2 separate regions of the Bicyclus anynana genome follow, and region 1 is linked to region 2. Evidence: chromatin contacts called from public Hi-C data. All regions are on one chromosome and are shown on one strand. The core of a region is the stretch at or near the end of the contact, and the rest is flanking DNA. Distances in the headings are between cores, read along the strand shown. Region 1 holds the start of LOC112055872 (silk gland factor 3). Region 2 overlaps LOC128198260 (a long non-coding RNA gene).

Evidence for each region. Hi-C and Micro-C count contacts between places; a contact is called where the count stands out from the background.
Region 1: a contact with region 2 is called in a Hi-C map of whole body, with 5 times the contacts expected there. The contact joins the promoter of LOC112055872 here to the enhancer-like site in region 2. A contact is called at or near these places in 2 of 2 Hi-C or Micro-C datasets (whole body and whole larva).

What each region holds. Positions count from the first base shown.
Region 1 is chr7:18,508,361-18,513,731 of ilBicAnyn1.1, forward strand. It overlaps LOC112055872 (silk gland factor 3), which reads right to left and starts at 2,566. Exons shown (of 1, transcript XM_024096159.2): 1 at 454-2,566. The coding sequence starts at 2,387. The coding sequence ends at 1,308. All of the region lies in intron 5 of LOC112049427 (40S ribosomal protein S4), which reads right to left. The region is part of intron 1 of LOC112049434; the gene reads left to right.
Region 2 is chr7:18,121,463-18,126,686 of ilBicAnyn1.1, forward strand. LOC128198260 (a long non-coding RNA gene) reads right to left here. Exons shown (of 5, transcript XR_008250987.1): 5 at 3,854-5,224. Among protein-coding and RNA genes, the nearest start is that of Trnam-cau, 55 kb to the right of the region's middle. Within about 2 kb of position 3,334, at least 8 of the 8 cell types and tissues checked have open chromatin away from gene starts, as enhancers often do.

The DNA.
Region 1 (5,371 bases), core at 1,316-3,815, 390 kb after region 2:
TTGAGCCAAATATTTATCGAGACGTTTAGTCAAAAACTTGTAATAAAGTTCCTATTAATAATAATCAACACAACATAATATACTTATTAAACATATTCATTATTAGAAGCTTCGATACCTACTCTATTTTACATGTCAACTATATTGTTAGTGATGTTGATGTGCCAAATGAAATTTTAATGGACTTTTAATGTTCAGTTTCTGTCTTTCAACTTAACGTAGGCGTATTAGGTAAAAAATTACATGTTGGTCATATGTAACTCTGGTTCGAAGGAGAAATTATTGAATACATAAAAAGCTTTGTGCCAAAGTACTTTATCAGATAGTTGGATATTTCTAGAATCTATGTTAGCTGCGACTGATTGATCCGAAAGTCGCAAAGCCGCTAGGGACTTGCGCCTCGACATTCGCACGATGGCCCTAGCTCCGGGATATTCCAATAATACGACCAAATAAAATATTTACTCTGGTTTATTTAAATACTTAGATAATAATATAAAACATTTTAAGACTAATTATTCATTATTTACCTACGAGAGGCTCGCACTACCACTGCCGTCTGTTCCTTATCACCTATTATAGTTTATACAGTTATATACATATCAACTCGTCAACTTCGTTGAGAATAACGAAATAATTACATTTACAACATTGGGTTTGGTTCGAATCGGGCGATCGCCCTGCGCCGCGCGAGACGCGCCGCGCCGCGCACGACACTGCGCGACACGGCGCGACGCGACGCGACACGCCTGCCGTCCGAGCACTGACTACACTAGCACTGACGGCGCCATCTCATAACCGTCTCGGATTCCATATAAAGAACACTTTTATATATGCAGTATATGCATATCGTCATAGACGTAGCAGTAACATTAGTTTATATAAAAAAATACCTATTTATATTAGAATTAAGTACCGAAATTGGCCACAATTACATATAAACGAAAAAAAACAACAAAACAATTATTAAAAACAGGAATAAAACCATTTTGGCATCGTATCTGCTTAATTTTCAATAAATTACCGGAGCGGGCTCGGAGGCGCGCGACCGTCGCGTCGGGCGCGGCGCGTCGCGTGGCGCCGCTCGCTTCGTCTAGCACTTAACATAAGAATTGCACCTATCTCGATCGCATCCTCACTGGCCACGGCAGGCACTCAGTCCGTACGTCTAGCATAAATTCGCTCGTCCTCGCTCGGCGCGGCTACTTACCGGCTCGGCACTCACTACAGTCACTCACTGGAACACCCGCGGGCGGCTAGTGCGGCTCCGCGTAGTACGGCCGCGGCGGCGCCCACGGGGCGAACTGTTAGTGCGCCGCCAGCGTGTGCGCGCCCTGCAGGTGCTGTGCGTGCTGCGCGTGCGGCGCGTGCTGCGGGTGCGGCGCGTGCGCGGGGTGCGGCGGCGACAGCGCCGGCGAGTGCGCGTGCAGCGGCGGCGAGCCGTGCATGTCGTGCGCGTAGTGGCCGTGCATGCCGTCCAGCATGCCGTCGCCGCCCAGCGTGTTGGGCGGCGTCATGCGCTTCTCCTTCTGGCGCCGGTTGCAGAACCACACGCGCACCACCTCCTTCTCCAGCTGCAGCGAGTCGGCCAGCGACGTGATCTCCTGCGCCGACGGCTTGGGCTGCTTGTGGAAGTGCTGCTCCAGCGCGCCCTTCACCGACACCTCGATGGACGTGCGCTTCTTGCGCTTGCGGCCCTGCGCCGCGATCTTGTCGATGCTGGTGGGGCTGCCCGTGGTGGAGTCGGCCTCCTCCAGCCACTTCTGCAGCAGCGGCTTGAGCTTGCACATGTTCTTGAAGCTGAGCTGCAGCGCCTCGAAGCGGCATATGGTGGTCTGCGAGAACACGTTGCCGTACAGCGTGCCCAGCGCCAGCCCCACGTCGGCCTGCGTGAAACCCAGCTTGATGCGGCGCTGCTTGAACTGCTTGGCGAAGGCCTCCAGGTCGTCGCTCGTGGGCGTGTCCTCCTCGGGCCCGTCGCGCTCCAGCGCGTGGTGCGGGTGCAGGTGCGGGCTGGGCGGCACGTCGCGCATGAGGTGCTGGTGGTGCACGGGCACGTAGCCGCCGTGCAGCACGGGCGAGCCCGCGCCGTAGCCCACGGGCGCGTGCCAGCCGTGCTGCAGGTGGCGGTGGTCGTGCGGCGCGGGCGGCGGCTTCACGTCGGGCTGGTGCGCGTGGTGGTGGTGCTGGTGCACGGCCCAGGGGTCGGCGGGCGGCAGCGAGGCCCAGGGGTTGAGCCCCACGGGCGCGCCGGGCGAGGGGCTGCCGCCGTGCAGGTGGTGCGCGTACTTCATGTCGGCCGGCTCGGCGCTGCGCGGCGACGCGGCGTGGTAGCCGCCCGCCAGCAGGTCGAGCTCGCCGCCCGGCATGTACGTGGTCGCCGCCATGGCGCCGTACCTCAGGTCCACGGTGGACGGCGTCTTGCCGCAGAAGGCCGGAGCCTTCGCTTGGCCGCTGCTTCACAAAACTGGCGCGGGGTCGCGCGGCGCTGCGGTAGCGGCGGGGGCCACCTCACATCACAGGCGACAACGAGCGACATGCGCGTGCGTGCGCGGCGGCAGCACGGGTCGGACTGGCCCCACGAGCGCGCCGCGCGGCCGCGCCGGCGTGGAGGGGCCGGCCCCGCCCGGCGCCGCCCGCCGCCCCGCGCCCGCCCGCCCCGCGCTCGCCCCGCGCTCGCCGCGCGCCCCACGAGCGAGAGCGCCGACCACCGACTTATTTACAAACATAATCACTCTGCGATTTGTTGCCGCGAGCCGCGACTGGCGTCTGCTGCGAGCGGCGCAGCGGCAGCTCCTCGCCGCTCAGATGAGCTACATCCTAACACTGTTAGCAAATTATGACATACATTATAGTACGTGTATTCAAATAATTTATAGCAATTAGGTACATTTCATAAATATTAATTTTAGTTGTATTTTTAGTTTATTGTTTTAAGCAGTATTAGGAGGAATGTTACTTAACCAAGTAACATATTGTTTTTATACATTAATATTTCTTGCACACCTAGTAGGTATCTACTTAGAGATTATGCTAACATAAGCCCGTCAGGTTCGAGAAATATTAATTAGATATACCTAGAATCTCTAATTTTTTTAATTACTCCATGCTGAAATTTAATAACCGAAAATAGTAGGTAGGTAGGTATTTTGCTAAGACATTTTTTGTCTATACCTAGGTGCCTACCTACCTACTAATGTGAAATGAAACTTGAGCAATCTAAATTGTCTCCATTATAGGTCTAGACTAATAATAATTTACTTCAATCAACGACAATTTCAATTACCTATTTATGGTTGTTTTTTTATATATCCATGTATGCTTATGTAGGTATACCTACCTGTTATCAAATAGGTAGCAGTAGTTTGTACGTTTAAACTCAATAACGACGGAGTTGAGCTAAATGTATAATGTAGGTCAACCAGGTACCTACGTACTTATAATAAATAACTTTAAGTATTTTATTAACATTATAGGTATAAATTTATGTATGCTTTACATCGAGATTTTTTTCATGTGAAAAAAAAACTATTATGGTATGTAATTATGGGTATACATATATTACTAGAATCATTGTCTAAATAAACATCTACATAATAATATAAAAATCTCGTTCAATTCGCTTCATTATTGTTACTCAGGTTATCGATGAAACATTTGTAAAAGAGCGTCAACTAGCGCCATCTATCAGTGAGTAGACACACTTTCGATACCCAAAATTTCATTAATTATTTTTTAATGCGTTGCTTATTTTTTCAGTACATTTTAATTCAAAATTATTACAAATAAGGTATTTATTAAAAATACATTCTGACTAGAAAAACCCGACATTTGATTAAAAGGAAATACCTACTTACCTACCTACAGTTAATATTTAAACCTAAAAGTAGCTGATGATAATTTATTTTTATAATAGAAACTATCTACTACGTTAAAGATACAATTTTAACCAAAATATAAAATAAAAAAAATAACTAGGACGTTACACTACATTATTACGTTACATTATTTACTACTTACTCATAATGTAATAAAGTTATTACTGATATGGTCCCAACCTATATTTTATATTATAAATTGTAACTAATATTATAGTTATTTGAACAAATTATTAAGTTTGTGTTAGACATTTACTCAAAGAAAGCGTAAGCTCGCGCCACCTAGCGTCGCGTAGCTGTACTAGGTAAACTAATAGAGCTTTTGCACAACCCTCATCAAACCTCTTGATGTTTTCCCGCTAGAGAGGGTTATATAAAAGTTTCGTATTTAGAATATAATATTAATTTAGTTTTAACTTTACATATTAAAGCAGAAATTACTCGAAAAATCATTATGTATACGAGTATACATACCCTAATTTATTTGTCTACTTATCCGAATAGGTTTTTTTCCATAATATTCCAATGGGAAAAATTATTGATAATTCATATAGACTTGTTTTTATCGGCTTCCTATTTTATCTCAGTTATCTTATTGAGACAAGAAGAGCTTTGGCTAGGTTTATTCGAAATGGTTGAGATAGCAATTTTACTTTTTTTATTTGTCGTCTCTATTGTATGTCTAAGACTAAGAGCATTCATATCTCTTTCTGAGTGACAGTTAAGAACCACTCTCTGTTTGATAAATTTTGTCACACTATTTACTCGGATTCCCAAGTCGATGACATCAACTGTGGTTTGCACCTCTTTAAGGATGACTCCACTAGTGTGCCTCGGGTCAGCTGATGGTTAATCAAGACCCAGCTTACTTGTGATAGGTAGGTTATATTTTTCTAGTGATATTTTTTATCACAATCTTATACCTACCTACGTTCCCGTATGACGTAGCTTCCTCACCTGTTAGTATGTCGCAGTGAAAATTATCTCTCGAGTAAAACGACAAGACACTAGGTAATGTGCATTTAAATTGCCCGCAAGGATCCGTGCGGCCGGACCGGACCGGACCGGACCGCAAATCAATAGTCAGCAATTAAGACTAGACTGCCTCTGTACCTAGTCAATTAGATGGCTCTCGCTGTGTTCGAGTCTAAAGCGCCATGTTGTACCACCACTTGGAATAAATGAGAATAGTAGGTAAAACGTAGATAGGTAATAGTTCATAGTAGGTATCATCATCATCATCATCCTATCAGCCGATGGACGCCCACTGCAGGACATAGGCCTTTTGTAGGGACTTTCAAACATCACGATACTGAGCCTGCATCCAGCGAATCCCTGCAACTCGCTTGATGTCGTCAGTCCACCTGGTGGGGGGTCGGCCAACACTGCGCTTACTAGTGCGGGGTATATACTTACGTAATACAAATCACTATTAATATGTCTAATAATCTCTCATTTATTTAATGAATAACTTATATCTATTAACCTAAATC
Region 2 (5,224 bases), core at 2,084-4,583:
TATGTATTACCTATAAACATGACATATTATATATAGGTACCTACCAATATATGTAGCTAGATTAACACTGCTAATTAAAAAATATAATATATTTAATAATATTTTTTTATTGTAGGTAGGTAACTTACATAAGTGTAGGTAATTCAATACAAAAAATTAAATCTTAGAATATTATAAAAATAACTCATGAGCCACGAGTAAGAACTACACGCGAAGTCCGACAAATAAGAACTAAAAAAAACAATATAATATTTAATTAATAAAAAAATAAAATTCCATTGTATTAAGTATAATAATAGTTAAATTACTTTAATTGAACTGCAACGAGAACAAAAACGTTTTAATTATTGTTAACCTTTTAACATAACTAGCCGAGTGACGTCATACACCATAACGTTGAAAAAACAATTAAAAAAGTAAACGCCAAGTGTTGAGTGTTAAGTCAGATCCCGCAATCATTACAATAGTAAGCGCTGTGAAAAACCAGTTGAAACTTCATCGTTCTACAATGATAATGTTCCTGCCTCATGTATAATTTATGTGGTTGCATTAATGAAGCAAGGTCATTTGAATTTATTTCCTACGCCTGCTGTAAAGCTCCCGGTTTTTGTTACTCGTTATGTCATTACGAGTGCGAATATTCAATAAAAGTTCATTAATTTAGGGATTTATTTTTGTGGTTTTTTAATAATTTATGTAAACCGCGAAACGAACCACGCGCTTGGTAATTCAGCTACTCGCCGAGAGATGGCGCCAGTCGTACCGAATTTGGATGTTTTTACACGTCGTTTTCACGCAGACCACGTAACGGAGACGCGTAGACATTTTAATAAAAGTTTGGTGTTTATTTTATACGCCATCACGCGGCGCAGTACGGCTGCGGTACGATTTGGAAGTGAAATTATTATCCTACTAGACGAGACCGTGTGTGGTAGAAACTTTTCATATGTTACGGGAACAACGTTATTTTGTTAGGTAGCAGGGCGATGACCTTAAACTCTTTAAAGCCAGACTAAACAGTCTTGAACAAAGGTTCCAATTGATTTGCATACGGTCGTTGAGAGGTGTTTCCTAATTTGTATTAATCTTTGCGAAGAAGCGTTACTTATTGCTTTTTGTTATGAATGCCTGCATAATGATTATCATTAAAAAAGTGAAGTTTGTACAATGAGATTTTGAACTAAATATGACTAAAGAAAACATGAAACACTGTCCTTTCCCAACATTTTTAAAGTCCAGTTAGATCAAATAAATTGATCTAAAGTATAAATGTATAAATAATATAGCCAGATATTTAGAATTCAAGAATACAAAAATATTAATATTCTCTTGTAGATAGAATACCTATAAATATAGGTGGGTACTTATATAGAACAAGGATTAATAATGACACAATGACTCATATAATTAATGTGAACTTTTAAATACATAAATATAAATTATATCGACTTGGCTTGCGCCAAATTTAGAATAAACTTCATTTTAGAGTGTGCAGTGCCGATTTTGATAAAATTAACTTTACCAAAGCTATACTATTAGTAGGTAGGTACCTACTATCTAATTAGGTACTTTTATTGTTGGGTATAATTTTTATAGTGCGTAAATTTAACAGGCTTGGGTAATAACTTATCTATTCAGATAAAACAAATTTTCTAAACTAAACATTTCCCCTTAATACCTATCCACCTTACACAAATAATAATCAGCCCTTCAGCCCTTTACAATTAATATTTCCCATTATCGAGCAAGTAAATGGAAAATCACTGGAACCCTTCCACATAATAGTCGAGGGATGAAATCATACCGTACATTCAATCGTTAGCAACTGACGGCGGATACCTACATTCCATTTCCTCCGCGCCTCTGTGTGCGTGAGGCTTTCCCGGGCGCGCGCGTGTGCGTGCGCCGCCGTCCCGCTCGCACCCGCGCGACCCGCATGCTGCCATGCTCTCCTGGTACTATGTTATAGATATCTCGTGTTGTTCAAAAGTCCATTATTGTACTTAGCAGTGTTTCGTAAATGCGGTTATGGAATATAGTGGAGTAAAACACATACAGTTTGTAAAAGCATTTATTTATTATGGTGGAATTGTTGAGAAAATTTACGAGAAAAGTTATAATTTATGTGTAGCCTTGAAACGCGAGGTGAACTGTTGCATATTATGTAAAATAACTGTATTTCCGAGATTACTGTAACTTATTAAATCAGATTTGTTGGTTTTTGTACAGTGCCAAACTTACACTGAGCCTAAATTTGGAAACTTGAGAGCTTTTTACGACTCACCAACCCGTACTGAAGCTGTGAGGTAGGTCTACACTCCATGTTTAGTTTTCTTATGAGATAAGAGGCTCGACTGTAAGTCTTTCAATTTATGATAATATTTATGTAGGTACCTACTGTTTTAAAAGTAGGTATCCTCTATCTAGTGACTTTTTGTACCTACATTTGTATCTATTTTAAATATATAAGTAGATAATTAAACAATTAACACCTAATTTTTATTAAGTATTCGTTCTTTTGTAATTGTGAAAATTAATTGGCTTTTCTTCTTCAACAATGAATCGTTAAGAGAACATAAGACTTCGTTTCTTGAAAAATTAGTACAAAAGTTGGATAGGTGAGTATTACTGAGTATCCGAACTTTTAACTCAAAATATGAATGGCCACACATACCTACCTGATTTAGAGTAACTAGTTCGCAAAATCTATTTGGTACTTGCGGCTTTTAAGTGTTTATAAATATAAAGGTTTGTTTGTATGAATAATTTTTACCTGGACCTCAATACATTTTGCTAAATTTTTGTCTATGAATAAGTAAGACGTTATTTAGTGTTACTTCTCTGTACAGCTCGTGCAAATAAACTTGACACGTGGCTCGAATGATGTTTGTAGTTTGTACTGTTTGTTTTGCTGCGTTTGGTATCCAGGTGTCAATTTAATGCGCACGAGTTATAACATCTAGTCTTACGCTTCATAGACCTTACACTAGAAGCATGTGTTTACTTAAGTGCCAGGTAAAAACAACTTACCTATAAGTATAGGTGTATTATGTAGGTGAAGAATCAACTTGTAATGAGATATGACTGTTCACTGCACCAATCAATGAGCGATCGATTAAAACAAAAAAAGCCCGAAATAATCATTTAATGATGGCCGTCAATTAAGGCCGATGTCGCACGGCGCTTGAAAAAAGCCTGCGACGGTATTGTAGAGCTGATTCAATGACCAATCATACAGGATAGATTCGCGTCGTCGGTGCTCTTGGCACGGAGCGCGCGGGCGGCGGGCGCGGGGGGCCGCGGGAGGGCGGTGGGCGGCGCCACGCATGCGTGCCGTTGCCAAGACGACGGCACGTAGCATTGTTTGTGTGTGGGTGTGTGTACCGCGACCGAGCTGTGAGGATACTGACATAGGAAATTGATAAGAATACTTGATTGGCACTAAGCTAAATAAAATATTTACGAATTTTCTCCTTTTGTCAAGTAATAGAATCCTTAACTCAATAAAAGATGTTCTGATAGGGTCTTCTTATAATAATTTTAAACAAAAGAATTATAAAAATATCAATTTCAACACTGGGTAATATCTAATATTTTCCTATTTAGTTTTATTTTCTAAGTGTTTTCTCTTTTTATTTGATAAGTAATAGTAGGATAATAGATTATTTCTTATAGGTATTTTCTTGTAGGCTTATTTCTGATAAAATATATGTAGTTAATTTTAGAAATATCAGGTATATTACATTCTCATTAGGTCTTATTAGATAATTGAGTCTCATCTATAGGTAAGCGTGTATGTATTGTAGTAGGTGTAAATATAATTTTTGACCTTTGTTAAATAAAACTAACAGAAGACACTTGTTTATTATTTACTATAAATAAATAAAATACATATTATGATAATATTCCATTACAAAGAAACAAATGAAACTATCTCAAACATGTTACAGATGGTAATTGTTAACAATAACAATTTTGGTTTGTAAGAAAATATATCCATACAGGCAATCACAAAATTTAAAAGTATACCTAACTAAATCGACTTTACTCTTTCAATAAGTATAAACTTATAGTTACATATAAAAAAAGTCGTGGTGGTTACACTATTTATAAGGCAAGAACGGCTAAACTAGATTGGCTGAAAATTGTTGGTTAAGTAGCTTAGACCCAGGAGAAGAACAAAGAATACTTAGGGTAGGGGTAGGGTTTCACGCAGACCAAGTCACGGGCGTCCGTTGGTATTCTTATAAACAAAAATTGTTTGTTTAAATTAATCAGGTGACGTCACAAAATGTCTCGACTCCTCGGTCGCGCTACAGCGACTCCCGTGCACCGCATTCCACGCACACAGGCGCAAAGCGCGTCACGTCGCACGCACACGCGCGCGCCACCTACGCCCCACAGACTATCTATTTTTATGTGTACCACTTGTACGTGTACTCGAGTCTTGAATTCCTCCGAGACTGAAAAGGAATTTTACAAGGGCGCTCTCTTTGAGCGCGAACCTTTGCCTGTAACGCTTTTAGCTGTAATAAAGCGGGGTACGGACTGATGCGATTTGGATTTTTGTGCATCGCTCTTTTGTTGGAGAACATTTGATGTACTTACCTAATATCTCGAATTTCTCATTTTTATATCCAGTTAGTGGAACTGATTTGCTGTTCTAGCTTATAAATGTCATTTCGATAAATTGATACCTCAACTTGCAAACTATCAGGGTATATGTTCATTTCAGATGAAGAAAATTAATTAAAAATAAGGGTTCCAATAAAAAGTAAATTTAGAGACGGTTAGATAGGTAGAGGACATATTTTCATTCTTAAATTTCTTGCTTATAAAGACCAAATTAAAGTTAAAAGTCAAAAAATTAAAGTCATAATCCTTATAATATTAACTTATTAGAAATTTCAATTGAGCTTAAGTTTTGTTTTAAACTAGGTACCTACTTGAATTTTCTAATATTAGGTAAAATGTATAGAATATCATGCGATGTCAAAAAACATAGCCCAGAACAGAAGATCATGGCCTAAATCTGTCTACCTAGTGAATTATGGGTATTTTGTTTTGTTCAAATATATTCAAATAAGAAATATTATCAAAGTCTAAACTATTAATCCAGAGACGATTGTAAGAAAACAATTTTTCCCAAATTTTTCTAAGTTTTCAAATTTCTACTTGCGAATGTTATAGCTACTGTTATTCATCAAAAAAAAGAAAGTTTCAA